Linked DNA regions of Oryctolagus cuniculus: region 2 is linked to region 1. A link is a contact called in public Hi-C data. All regions are on one chromosome and are shown on one strand. Each heading gives the region's core, a stretch centred on a gene start, on an enhancer-like site or on the middle of the called end of the contact. The rest is flanking DNA. Distances are from core to core; before and after follow the strand shown.

The links. A called contact is a pair of places that touch in the nucleus more often than the background predicts.
Region 2: a contact with region 1 is called in a Hi-C map of an unstated tissue, with 3 times the contacts expected there. The contact joins the promoter of TNS3 here to the enhancer-like site in region 1. A contact is called at or near these places in 2 of 6 Hi-C or Micro-C datasets (psoas muscle and an unstated tissue).

The regions. Positions count from the first base shown.
Region 1 is chr16:53,243,428-53,249,735 of mOryCun1.1, forward strand. The region is part of intron 3 of TNS3 (tensin 3); the gene reads right to left. Among named protein-coding and RNA genes, the nearest start is that of TNS3, 53 kb to the right of the region's middle. Within about 2 kb of position 3,259, at least 2 of the 8 cell types and tissues checked have an H3K27ac peak or open chromatin away from gene starts, as enhancers often do.
Region 2 is chr16:53,295,524-53,301,831 of mOryCun1.1, forward strand. TNS3 (tensin 3) reads right to left here and starts at 3,751. Exons shown (of 31, transcript XM_070059452.1): 1 at 3,598-3,751.

The DNA.
Region 1 (6,308 bases), core at 2,009-4,508:
CGAGGGGGGGGGTTCTGTCCCAGCTCACCTGGACACTCAAGGGAGGAGGGTTCTGTCCCAGCTCACCTGGACACTCGAGGGAGGGGGGTTCTGTCCCAGGTCACCTGGACACTCGAGGGAGGGGGGGGTTCTGTCCCAGCTCACCTGGACACTCAAGGGAGGAGGGTTCTGTCCCAGCTCACCTGGACACTCGAGGGGGGGGGGTTGTGTCCCAGCTCACCTGGACACTCGAGGGAGGGGGGGTTCTGCCCCAGGTCACCTGGACACTCGAGGGAGGAGGGTTCTGTCCCAGGTCACCTGGACACTCTGGAGGGAGGGGGTTCTGCCCCAGGTCACCTGGACACTCGAGGGAGGGGGGGTTCTGTCCCAGGTCACCTGGACACTCTGGAGGGAGAGGGGTTCTTCCCCAGGTCACCTGGACACTCTGGAGGGAGGGGGGTTCTGCCCCAGGTCACCTGGACACTCTGGAGGGAGGGGGGTTCTGTCCCAGGTCACCTGGACACTCTGGAGGGAGGGGGGGTTCTGCCCCAGGTCACCTGGACACTCTGGAGGGAGGGGGGTTCTGTCCCAGGTCACCTGGACACTCTGGAGGGAGGGGGGTTCTGTCCCAGGTCACCTGGACACTCTGGAGGGAGGGGGGGTTCTGTCCCAGGTCACCTGGACACTCTGGAGGGAGGGGGGGTTCTGTCCCAGGTCACCTGGACACTCTGGAGGGAGGGGGGTTCTGTCCCAGGTCACCTGGACACTCTGGAGGGAGGGGGATTCTGTCTCAGGTCACCTGAACACTCTGGAGGGAGGGGGGTTCTGTCCCAGGTCACCTGGACAGCCTGGGGGGGGTTCTGTCCCAGGATGTGGAGTGTGTGGGCACCCCTGCCCCCCCACAGGCTGGGCTGGCTCTTGCTCAGGATGATATCGGTTCAAAACCAGTGACAACAGTGATGAAAATGCAACCAGTCAGTGCTGTGGCATAGCGGGTACGACCAACGCCTGCAGTACTGGCATCCCATATGGGCTGCTCCACTTCCGATCCAGCTCTCTGCTAAGGGCCTGGGAAAGCAGTAGAAGGTGGCCTAAGTCCTTGGGCCCCTGCACCTGTGTGGGAGACTCAGAGGAAGCTCCTGGCTTTGGATCGGTGCAGCTCTGGCCAGTTAAGGAGTGAACCAACGGATGGAAGACCTCTCTCTCTCTCTCTCTCTCTCTCTCTCTCTCTCTCTGCCTCTCCTTCTCTCTGTGTAACTCTGACTTGCAAATAAATAAATAAACCTTTTAAAAAAAGAAAGAAAATGCATCCAATACACACACAGAGGATTCCAACAAATCCAGGGACCCCCAGCAGGTGGCAGGGAGGGGAAGTGCAGCCTCAGGCGCAGGTCCCACTGTCCCACAGCCACACGGGGCCTGGGCTGGGGGCAGCTGGAGCCCTAGCGTCACTGCACGAGGTGGAGGTGGCAGCTCGCCTTCGCTTTCTCTTGATGGACACGACTCCTCCAGAGGCCACGGGGACACCTCTGTCTGCAAAGTCCCCAGACCCGCCCCAGTCGCTGGGCTGGGGGAAGTATGCACGAAGCCCACGCAAGCTCAGGCACGGTCCGGCCATGGTGCCCGTCCCTGCACGGCCACAGTCTGGAGGGTGGTGGGAGGGGCCTTTCCACAGGGCGTTCCGTGGACTCTCACCACTTTCACTTCCACTCACCAACAGGACAGCACCCACGGCAGGACCGGGAGAAGGAAAAGCCCTGAGCTGCCCTGTGACCACGAGCACCATTCATGACCGGCGGGGAGGGGCAGGCTCCAAGACGCCGGGAGTGCCACAAGAGGCGCCCGTCTGCGTGGACGTCGGAATCAGCTCTGGCCGTCCGCCCACGTGGCTCCAAGCCCGCCCACATGGCTCCAAGCCCGCTCACGGTCCCAAGGCCAAGGTGTCGGCAGGCTGAATTCTCCCTGCATCCTCACCCGGCCGCCCCCTGTGTGCCTGTGTCCTCAGCGCCGCCCCCTGCTGTCTCCTTGTCCTCGGGATCCGTGTCCTACTTCCTCTTCTGAGCACACAGTCGCTCGGGATCAGAGCCCCCTGGTGACCTGGTATTACCTGTGTTACCTGTTAAAACAGCCTGCTCCCGGTACAGCCCGTCCTGAGGTTGAAGGGTGAGGGGGAATGTGGGGAGACGGCGACAGCTCAGCCCTGACACCTGCAAGCAAATGTCTGCAGGATCGCTGACCACGTGGAACATTCCGGAACACCAGCACAGCTGGGTCCTCCAGGTGGCCCCGGAGGGCTGCAGATGTGAGGAAGGCAGTGAGCCTCCTCTAAGTGGCACAGCCAATTACCTCCCTGCTTGGGACATCCGCATGCCACATCAGAGCACCCATCCAGGCCCGGCACCCTGGGAGGCAGCAGGTGAAGGCCAAGGGCTCGGGTCCCTGCCACCCACGTGGGAGATCCGGACGGAGCCGCCAGCCCCTGGCGTGGGCCAGGCCCAGCCCCAGCTGCTGCAGGCATCTGGGGAGTGAACCAGACAATGGAGATCCTTTCTCTGCGTCACTCTGCCTTTCAAACAGACACACACACACATACCAACAAAACGCCTGCTGCTAAAATGGGCCAGAGGGTGGGGGTCGGGCTCTCTCCTCACCACCAACAAAGGGTCCACGCGGAGCACACAGCACGGAGCACAGACACCGACTCCGGCCGTGCCCCCGCGCCCCGCTGTCAGGCCTGACCCAGCCGCACTCCTCCAGCAGCTCGGCCGGCGCACTCGGCATGGAAGCCCAGCCGGGCCTGCCCTGATTCCCATGAGAACCCCCACCACCAGCCAGGGGCGTGCAAGGACGCGGCCGAGCAGCAGGGGGGAGGTCCCGCCTGTGTTTCTCCTCAAGCGGAAGGGCAGGCTGGGGGCAGAGCCGCGAGAGCAGATGAGCGGCCGCCCCCGGGCTCTCGGCTCTCAGCCTGGCTGCTCGCCTCCCGCTTCCTCTCCCGGCCCCGCGCTGTGATTCCAGCACACGCCAGGAAGAGACAAGACAGGGCCCCGCACCCCCGCATTCCTCGGGTTGTGCCCCAACTCAACTCCCCTCCCTCGACGGAGGCCCAGGGCCCACGAGGGAGGCCTGGCTCTCCCGTGGCTCCAGGCAGATATGTGGGGGCTTCAAGGGAACACAGGAGAACAGATCAGCACCACCCACACCGCATCACGAGCCAACCGCAAGGCCAGCGCCGGACAAGGCCTGTGATTCCCCGGGTCTCGGATGCCCCCGGGGACCCCTGCCCACTGCTTCCACCCAGCCAGGGACCTGCACGTGCTCAGTAACAGGCACACATCCCTGCGGCCTGGCCAGCTCGCCAGCCTGGGCCCGCAGATCCGTGGTGGCCAGACACCCGCTGCCCAGCGGAGGAGGCTGAGCCCCATGGAGGGACAGGCGCTGACCCGGAGCCCCAGCCCCTCGGGCCGGCCCTTCCCACTCTGCTCTGTCTGATCAAGCAGAGGAACCAGGAGGCCACGGGTGCCTGCCAGTGCTGGCTGCTCGCCTGTGAAAGTTCCGGAAGCTCATGAGCCCGACGTAGCGAGAGGACACGAGAGGCGGTCATCTCGTTTACTTTTCCTCCAGTCCTCTCCCACCGGGAAAATCCCTGCCTGGACTCGGGCCCTCCGGGGGCCGCACGCCGTGCCCTGGCAATGCCCGAGGCCCTGCGAGCTGGAGGAGCCGCATCTGAGCCGTGTGGACGGACTGTTGGTGGGCCCAGGGAACACCCCTGCACACCACGGGGGCTCCCACCACAAGGGGGCGTCCGACCCCTCCTCCCGGAGCTGGGCTGGGCCTCGCGTGCCCTGGGATGCACTGAGACAGGGATTAGAGCCCCCCTCGGTGGCTGGCCGCAGGGAGCTGCCTCGAGGATCCTGTCCATGGGCCCAGCTGCCACGCTGCATAGACGCCAGAGTGGCCATGAGGTCAGGCCCAGGCCCCCAGGAGCCAGCGCCAAGTGACCGAAAGCGCCGTGCAGGCGTCCGGCACCGTCCAGCCACTGCACCCTGCTCCTCCCCTCCGCCTCCCTACATCTCCCCAGGGGGCAGGAGCAGGAACCCACGTCCTCTGAAGGGACCAGGCTGGGGGGGGCCCACCTGGCTGTGCTCTGGGGCTGGCCACCATGGCTGCAGCAGCCCTGGACGAGGCTCACAGACCTCCTCCCTGGACGGGGAGCCAGGCTGGGCCGGGCAGGGGCAAATGCAGGATGCTGCGGGTGGGCAGAGAGAAGGGTAGCTGGCCAGGTGAGAGCACATGGAGCCGGCCAGCAGGAGGCCACGCAGCTCTGGCCGGAGCCAGCAGTCCTGAGCGGGGAGTGCTTTGGTTGCACCCTCAGGAAATCAAGAACCCGGCTGCTCTGCCTGCAGCCACAGAACGGCTTCCAGGCCAGGCAGGGTTGCATCAGAACCCAGAAAACGCAGCCTACCTTCCCCCTGTTTAACAGCTCACAAATGAAATCTACGCTCGCCAGCGGCAGGCAAGGGCCCGCGGCACAGCTCGGCGGCTGCGAGAACCCCAGCTGCAGGGAGAATCGGCTTCCAGCACCAGAAACTGCAGGTGGCTCCCCCGGCGCCGAAGGTCACTGTGGCAAACCAACCAGACGCTCGGCACACTGCACGGCAGCTGCCTCCAGTGCTTGGAAGCCCAGCGGCTGGGCTCTCGCTCCCGTTGTACAGCCGAGGAAACAGGCCAGGGTCAGCTGCCCTGCACAGGCAGAGCCCAAGCCCAGACCCAGGTCTGCCCCTCACCCCTCGGACGCAGCAGGACTCCCAGGAGGAGGCCGGAAGAAAGGAAGCAATCTCCGGCCAACAGAGGGCAAGGCGGGCGGGGCACTCCACCAGGGCCTGCTCACGTGTGGGTGGTGTGTGCCCCCGCAGCCGGGCCTGGGCTTCTGCACCCTGCTCCCTGCAGAGCTGGCTCCTGCTGGCTGCATGGCCCGGTCAGGACAAGCACCCACATGTTGCTCTTGGCACAAAAGTGGCATCTGGCTGGAACTCGGGGTCCTCGCAGCTCTGGGTGCCTCATTCCGTCCTGGCAGGCGGCAGCGTGAGGTCGGACGGCATCTCCCCTCCTTCCTGACCTGGCCAGGGGCACGTCCTATCAGCACACACGTGTGCTCCCTGCACCTGCTGCTCCACGCTGGAGGTCTGGGGGGCAGAATCCGTCTGGAGTCTGGGACCAAAGTGGACTTCCGAAGGCTCCGCCAAAGCCCACGTCACGGCAGACACCCAATGACACCGCGAGGGGGTCAGAGACCCAGGGACAGTGCCACGAAAGGCCCACATCTTACAGATCCTGGCCCGAGCCATGAGCGGGACTCAGGGGCCAGGGTCTCCCGCTCAGGAGAAGACCACCCCTGCTAAGCAGGCGTGGCCGCCAGTGAGGGGGGTACCAGGGGGTGCAGAGACACGGTGGGCACGCGTGGAGGCATGTGTATCTGCCCCACCCCAATGCGGATCCGAGGAAAACAGGCACCTGACTTGTAGCTGACAGTCTTTCCATAGACGGTGTCATTCCCATGGGAATCTGGGGGTGGGACTGGGAGAGCCCACACAAATAGAGCTGACTCGCAGGCTGCACCAGAGACCCAATCACGAAGCCGGTCAAGCCACCACCGTGCTGCCCACGGTGCCTCCCCAGCCGGGCCCCCACAAAGCCCTCCCAAGGCGGAGCAAGGGACGGTCCCACCCAAGAGAATCCCAGAGCTGCCATGGCTGCTGCCACCTGGCCTGCGTGCCTCCTCACGGGACAGGGACCAGTCCTGCAGGCCACTCCAGGTCCAGGACAGCCGCAAAGACCCCGCCAGGGCTCCCGTTCAGGCCCCAGACCCGGCTCAGTGTCTAGCCATCAACTACAGCACAGAGAATGACTGAATACACAAGGACTGTGCTCCCAGACCCCACCCTCGGGAGCGCACCTGCAGCAAGGTACACGGGCCAGAAAGAGCAGCGAGGACTGCCCGCCAGCAGGTGCATCCTTCCGGAAGATGGACAAAAGCTCTCCCAAGAGAGCAGCACTCAGAGGCTTCGTGGTTCCCCTGAAACCAGGGACAACTTCCAAGGCAAAGGGTACGACGTGCAACAGCCAAGGTGGCCCTCAGTAGCCGAGTGACCAATCGCGGGACACGGCCAGGCTAAAGAGCAGGGGTCCGGCACCCCCCCCCCACAGAACTCAGAAGCGCGCCCCGAGCGAGAGACACCACAGACCGCAGGGCCGCGGCTCCCTGAGCTCTCGGAAAGCCAAAGCTACGGAGACGGCCGACAGGGCTGGGGTGGCCGGGCCCGGGAGGGGGA
Region 2 (6,308 bases), core at 2,501-5,000, 53 kb after region 1:
CGCCAGACGCTACTGAAGCCCAGGGCACAGGTAGAAAGCCAAGAGGCTGGACTGGCCCCAGGGCATCAATGTCCCAGCCCCGCGCTGCACCCCAGGAACGGCGCAGCTGTGCAGGGCCTGGGCGGATGCAGCCCACTCCCGGAACCTACACACTCGGGCATGCAAGGCAGGGGGACGCCCCCTTGGCATCGAGTTGCTGGCATTTGGTGATTTTGACTGACTCAGTGTTTTAAAAGCAGTGAGGGTTAAAAGAGACTCTGTTTTGATAGTAACCCTGTTGCTAACTGCGAGAAACAAGAAGTAGCTGTAGGTTAACCAAATGCCTGCTTAATTTGCCAAGTAACCAGAGCCCCTTGTGTTAGATGAACAGCAGTGGCCGCAAAGGACTCTGGGTAGACGGGGCTGGCTCTGCATCATCAGCTGATCCCCAAGCTCACCAGGGTCCTACAGGAAGCAGCCAGAGGTCTGGGGCTGGGCTGACCCATGGAGAGTTCCAGGCCAGACCCCGGCCACCCTCCCTGGCTCCTGCTGCACCAGGAGCCCCTCCCCCAGAAGCCCCGGGGAGCCACAGCCAGGCCTGGCAACCTGGACCTAAGGGTGCGGCTGACACATAGTCAGCAAGTGCTTCTGCCCGACCGTGGCTGGGATGGCAGGAAGGCTCGCTGCCTCCTAAGGGGCATGTGGCATTCCTACAAGCAACTCCTGCATGGAGTTGAGAGCAGGGGACAGGGGCTCCCCTGGACACGGTGCTCAGCCCCAGCGGCTGCTGCAGGGACAGGACAGGACACAGACACACGGAGCCAGGACTTCAGAGTTTGCGTAGTGACTACTCAGCCTTGCAGGTAGGAGCTGCGTTTGCCAGGAGGGCCAAACACCTTCCCCCCGGCCCCCACTCTCTGCCCTGTCCACCTCCTGCAACCTGTCCACCTCCTGCAGCCTGTCCACCTCCTGCAGCCTGTACCTCCGGCAGCCTGTACCTCCTGCAGCCTGTAGCACCTCCTGCAGCCTGTACCTCCGGCAGCCTGTTCACCTCCTGCAGCCTGTACCTCCGGCAGCCTGTACCTCCGGCAGCCTGTACCTCCGGCAGCCTGTAGCACCTCCGGCAGCCTGTACCTCCTGCAGCCTGTCCACCTCCTGCAGCCTGTCCACCTCCTGCAGCCTGTCCACCTCCTGCAGCCTGTACCTCCGGCAGCCTGTACCTCCTGCAACCTGTAGCACCTCCTGCAGCCTGTACCTCCTGCAGCCTGTAGCACCTCCTGCAGCCTGTACCTCCTGCAGCCTGTCCACCTCCTGCAACCTGTAGCACCTCCTGCAGCCTGTACCTCCTGCAACCTGTAGCACCTCCGGCAGCCTGTACCTCCAGCAGCCTGTAGCACCTCCTGCAGCCTGTACCTCCTGCAGCCTGTACCTCTGGCAGCCTGTACCTCCTCCAGCCTGTCCACCTCCTGCAGCCTGTACCTCCTGCAGCCTGTCCACCTTCTGCAGCCTGTAGCACCTCCTGCAGCCTGTGGCACCTCCTGCAGCCTGTAGCATGCTCTGGGCTCACACCCTCCAGTGGGGGTTCCATCAGCAAGCAGCTCAGCTTCAGAACATTGCGGGGCAGTCTGGGACAGGCAGCCGACCTGCCCTGGGAGCTGCAGTTCCTAAGGCTGCTCTTCCTACTTTCTTCAAATAATTCAACTGCAGCTGTTGATAGCTTCAACAACCTCCACTGAGGAACTGCTGTCCAGACACGTGCTAGGAGCCCACCTACAGCCAGACGCACATTGGGAGCCCACCTACAGCTGGACATGCATTAAGGCCCCCACCTACAGTCGGATACACACTAGGAGTCCACCTACAGCCAGATGCACATTGGGAGCCCATCTACAGCCAGATACACATTAAGGCCCCACCTACAGCCAGACACACATCGGGAGTCCACCTACAGCCGGACATACATTAAGATCCCACCCTACAGCCGGACACTCATTAAGGCCCTCACCTACAGTCAGATACACGCTAGGAGTCCACCTACAGTCAGACACACATCATGATCCCATCTACAGACAGGTCAGATCAGTATCTGACCTACAGTCAGACACACATCAGGAACCCACCTACAGGCAGACACACATCATGATCCCGTCTACAGACACGCATCGGGAGCCCACCTACAGCCGGACACGCACTAGGAGCCCACCTACAGACATGCATCCACAGCCAGGGGCAGGCTCCCAGGCGGCACCACCGCCACCAGGGTTCACCGCCTCGGGCCACTTCCATCTGTCAAGTGGGGCAGTAACCCTGCTCCCTGCAAGGCTGAAAGGAAATGGACCGGCTGGTACCTGCGCTCCTCTCCAGCTCTGCTGCTGGCCTCCGGTCCAGGGTCTGGGCTCTGGCCTCCGGCCAGCCCTCCCAGGCAGCTCCCCGCGGAGAGCCCGTGCGCACAGCTCCCTGGGTTCTGGCCGTGCCCCTCCACCCTCCAGCTGCGGCCACTCCCCCACCCCTCCCGGGCTCTCAAGGCCTCCGCACAGAGAAGCCTTTCTTAATACTTGTTGATTGATTTGCAAATATAACCGGGCAGGCCCCAAAGAGAGGAACCAGAACACGAGGGTGCACAACCCTCCTTGCGCAGGGAAAGCACGCAGGAAGCGCCTTAGCCGGATTCGTGCGGGGAGGGAGGGGCCCCGTGGCTGCAAGGGCTCCTCCAGCCCCACTTTCCTGTGTTCCGGTTCAAGCAGGGAGACCCGGGGAACGTGTGCGCTGGGGGTCACCTTCTGCTTTTCAGCACTGCTGGAGTTTCGGTCACCAGAGGGCACCCCCCAGGGAGCGCGGGGAAGCCCCCTTCGCTTCCCGCCTCCCAGTCTGCAGGCACATCCAGGGTCAGGCCGGCCTGCAGCGCTCGGAGACCCCACGGGCGCCGGGACCCTCCCCCTCCTACCGCCGGTCCGCGCAGACTGGCGTGCCAGGCGGCACGTGCCACAGGTGGCCCCTGCCCAGAGCTCCGCCAGGCCCCCCGCCTTCGGGGGGAGGCAGAGGGGCTCGAGGGGCCCCCTGCCTCTCGCGCCGCAAAGGAAAGAGAAACGCAACAAGGCGCCCTCCCAGAACAAGCAGAAGATGGAGTTTGCCCACGGCGGGCGGCCCCGGGCTCTGCTCTCTGGCGCGGAGTCTCGGACGCGTCCCAGGGAGCGAAGTCCGCCCGGCCGCGACCGAGACAGCGCCGCTCCGGCCTCCACCCGCCGTCCCGCGCGCCCCTGCGCCGCCGGCTCCGTCGCAGACCCCAGCCTGTCCGGTCCGCGCCCCCGGTCCCCGGTCCCCGGACCCCGGACCCCAGCCTGGCCGGTCCGCGCCCCAGCGCGTTTCCCGGGACCCCGGCAGAGCCGCACAGTGGCCCCACGCGCCCCCAGCCCGGGTCTCCGCGCGCCTTGGCCTCAGTCCTCCCGAGCCCCTGTCCCGGCGCCCTGAGTCCCCGTCCCCCGCGCAGCCGGAGCCCCTGTCCCCGCACGCGCCGAGCCCGAGTCCCTGCGCCCCAGGCGCAGACACCCGCGCTGGGCCCAAAACAAAGAGGGCGGCGGCGCGTGGCCGCGTACCCCGCTTCCTCCCGGCCCCCAGTACCTGGGCGAGCCCGCGGCGCGGTCCGGCGGAGCGATGGCCGGCAGCGAGGCTGGGCGCCGAGCAGCGCGCGGGCGGGCCCGTCCTCCTGGCTGGCGGCCGGCGCCCGCGCCAGGGCCCCCTCGAGGCGGCGCGGGCAATCGCCGCGGCCCGGGCCCGGGGCCCAGCGGTCACCTGGCCTCATCGCCGCAACAAAGCCGCGCGCCTGCACTCGCGGGGCCCCTGCTCTGCCGGTGCGCCCCTGGGACTTCTCCCTGGAGCCGGCCCGGGCTCCGAGGGTGCCGCGGGCTTGGGGGTGCGAGAACACCCCGGGAGCGGGTTCGAGTTCCAGGCCCTGCATAGCATGGGTGTTTATCGCGCCCGCGGGAGCAGGGTCTGCCTGTCCTCCTGCAGCTTAGAGTCTCCCTGGGGCCGGGCACACAGGGCGGAACAGCCCGGGCGGAGGTCCCAGCTAAGGAAGGGGGCGTCAGGGAGGACTGGGGAGGTCACCCCACTTCTCAGAACAAGCAGGGACAACTGTGCAGGACTCCGGGGGCCAGAAGCCAGCAAGGTCGGAGGTGCCAGCAGAGGAATTCTCGCGGGACACACTGCCATGCATTGGCCACCCCCAAGACCGGGTGCTCCAGCACTCAGCCACTCAGCCTCACTTTCACCCTTTGTGAGGAGTGGGGGGCGGATGGCTCTGGTAGGTCCCTGTGCAACACGCATGCTCTTCTGGGGAAATCAGAGGTCAGCGATCACCAAGAGAGGTCCATCCACGTCCCGTCCTATAGACACCAGCACCCCCTGCTACCTGGGGGGCGTCTCCGGGAGGGCACCCCTCACCCCACCTCCTGCAGTAGAGGGCCAAGGATGGCACCTGCCACCTGCAGCACATGGCCCGGGGCTCCTGCCTGGAGCAGGCCGAGCAGAGGCCAAGTCAGACACAGAACACCCTAACCCCCACCCCACCCCACAGGCCTGGGGGTCCCCCCTGCTCCTCTGCCCCTGCGCAAGGGATGGTGGAGAAACAGAGCGAGGTAAACCATCCTTGGAAGCGCAGTTTGGAAAGGGCCCCCCCCCCCCCGGGGGACCGGCAGCCAACCGCCCCTCCACCGTGAGAACACCCAGCCCGCCAGGCTCGGTCCCTTCACCCCCCTCAAGGAGGGGTGGCAAGTGCTGCTTGGGGGAGCTGGAGAGGGCGACCACGTCCCTGCCCCACAGCCAGGGCCAGCGTCCCGTTCTTGGAGCCCCAGGCCGGGGAGTGAGGCCAGCACTTTCCCCACCTTCTAGGAGACCCCAGCCCAAGAGGGCAGAGGTGGGGCAGGGGGTGGTAGGGGAGAGGCAGTGGGCGAGCGGGGAGGTGTCAGAAGCAGCTGGCCCTTCCGGGCACTAAACCCTTAGGCCCGATAAGGAAAGAGGCCGAAGCCCTGGATCTTGCCCAAGGTCAGTGTGCTGGTCAGAGGCGGAACACGATAAGGACCAGGCCATCTGGCCTCCTGGGGACTCTCAGCTTCCTTCCTCCGCCCACTGTCTCTGCACAGCTGCGCCCGGTCCTCTGTGTGAATGTCCCTTCCACTTGGCCACAGAGCGTCACGCCCGAGGCTGTCGGTGCCCACGTCCTTGGTCACTGGATGTGCTGGGAGCTCCGATGCTACACGTGTGCTCACACGAGGGCGACCTTCCGGACTTCCTACCCGCCGCCGAGCCAGCGACCCCAGCAACCAACCCGCAGCCCCTCCGGGTCAGCCAGGGGGAGGAGGGCCTGGCTTCTGGCACAGCAGCGACTTGGACTCCCACTCCCGTGGGATCTGCCTTGACTTGGACTCCCACTCCCGTGAGATCTGCCTTGACTTGGACTCCCACTCCCGTGAGATCTGCCTTGACTTGGACTCCCACTCCCGTGGGATCTGCCTTGACTTGGACTCCCACTCCTGTGGGATCTGCCTTGACACACCCAGGCTGTGTCCCCAGAGAGGAGAAGAGCCGGACCCCGTCCTCCTGTTAGCCTGGGCGAGGGTATCGCCTTCCGGACACCGTGTCTGGCCCCTCCTGGAACTCAGCTCCCCGGCGCCTCCCCACTTCACAGGCGCAACTTTGAGCTTCCAAGAACTTGAACAGAAACAGGGCACAAGCAATTATCTGAAAACGAGAACGTGCATTTTTCCATCCTTAGCCATCCAAAAATATCTCAAACTCGAAAACAGGAGCCTCAGACCAATTTCGCTGGAGAAAAAGTCTCCCTATGCCCAGAGCGGGCCCCTCTCAACCCTCCAGTGGGGGCAGGGCTGGCGGGGCAAGAACCCCTCACCGCCTCTCTCCCCTGAGCCCGTCTCCCCAGGGTCATTCTTGCTTCTCCCCAGTGGGAGTTCTGGAAGCTTCTCTGGAAGCCGGTCAGTGCCAGGAGACTGTCTCTGCTGTGGGACAAGTGTGGTCATTCCGTGCCCCCAGAGGACCAGGGAGGGTCCTCTCCTCCTTTCTTGTTTCCCATAGGCCTCCTGGAAGACACGGCAGGCAGGCCTGGACTGGGTGCCGTCAGCTGCAGCGCTGTGCCCTGGGAGGGTGAGATGGACCCCACGCCTCTCCCCCACTCCCTCCCCCAACCCCAGGCCCTTGCGCAGCCCTGCCAGGGCCTCACCCCTCTGCCTCCCACCGGCTTCTGTGCGTCCAGGAGACTGTGCTGAGGTTGACCCTGTGTCCACAGGTCCTGCGGGAGCTGGGGTAGCGCCGCGCCC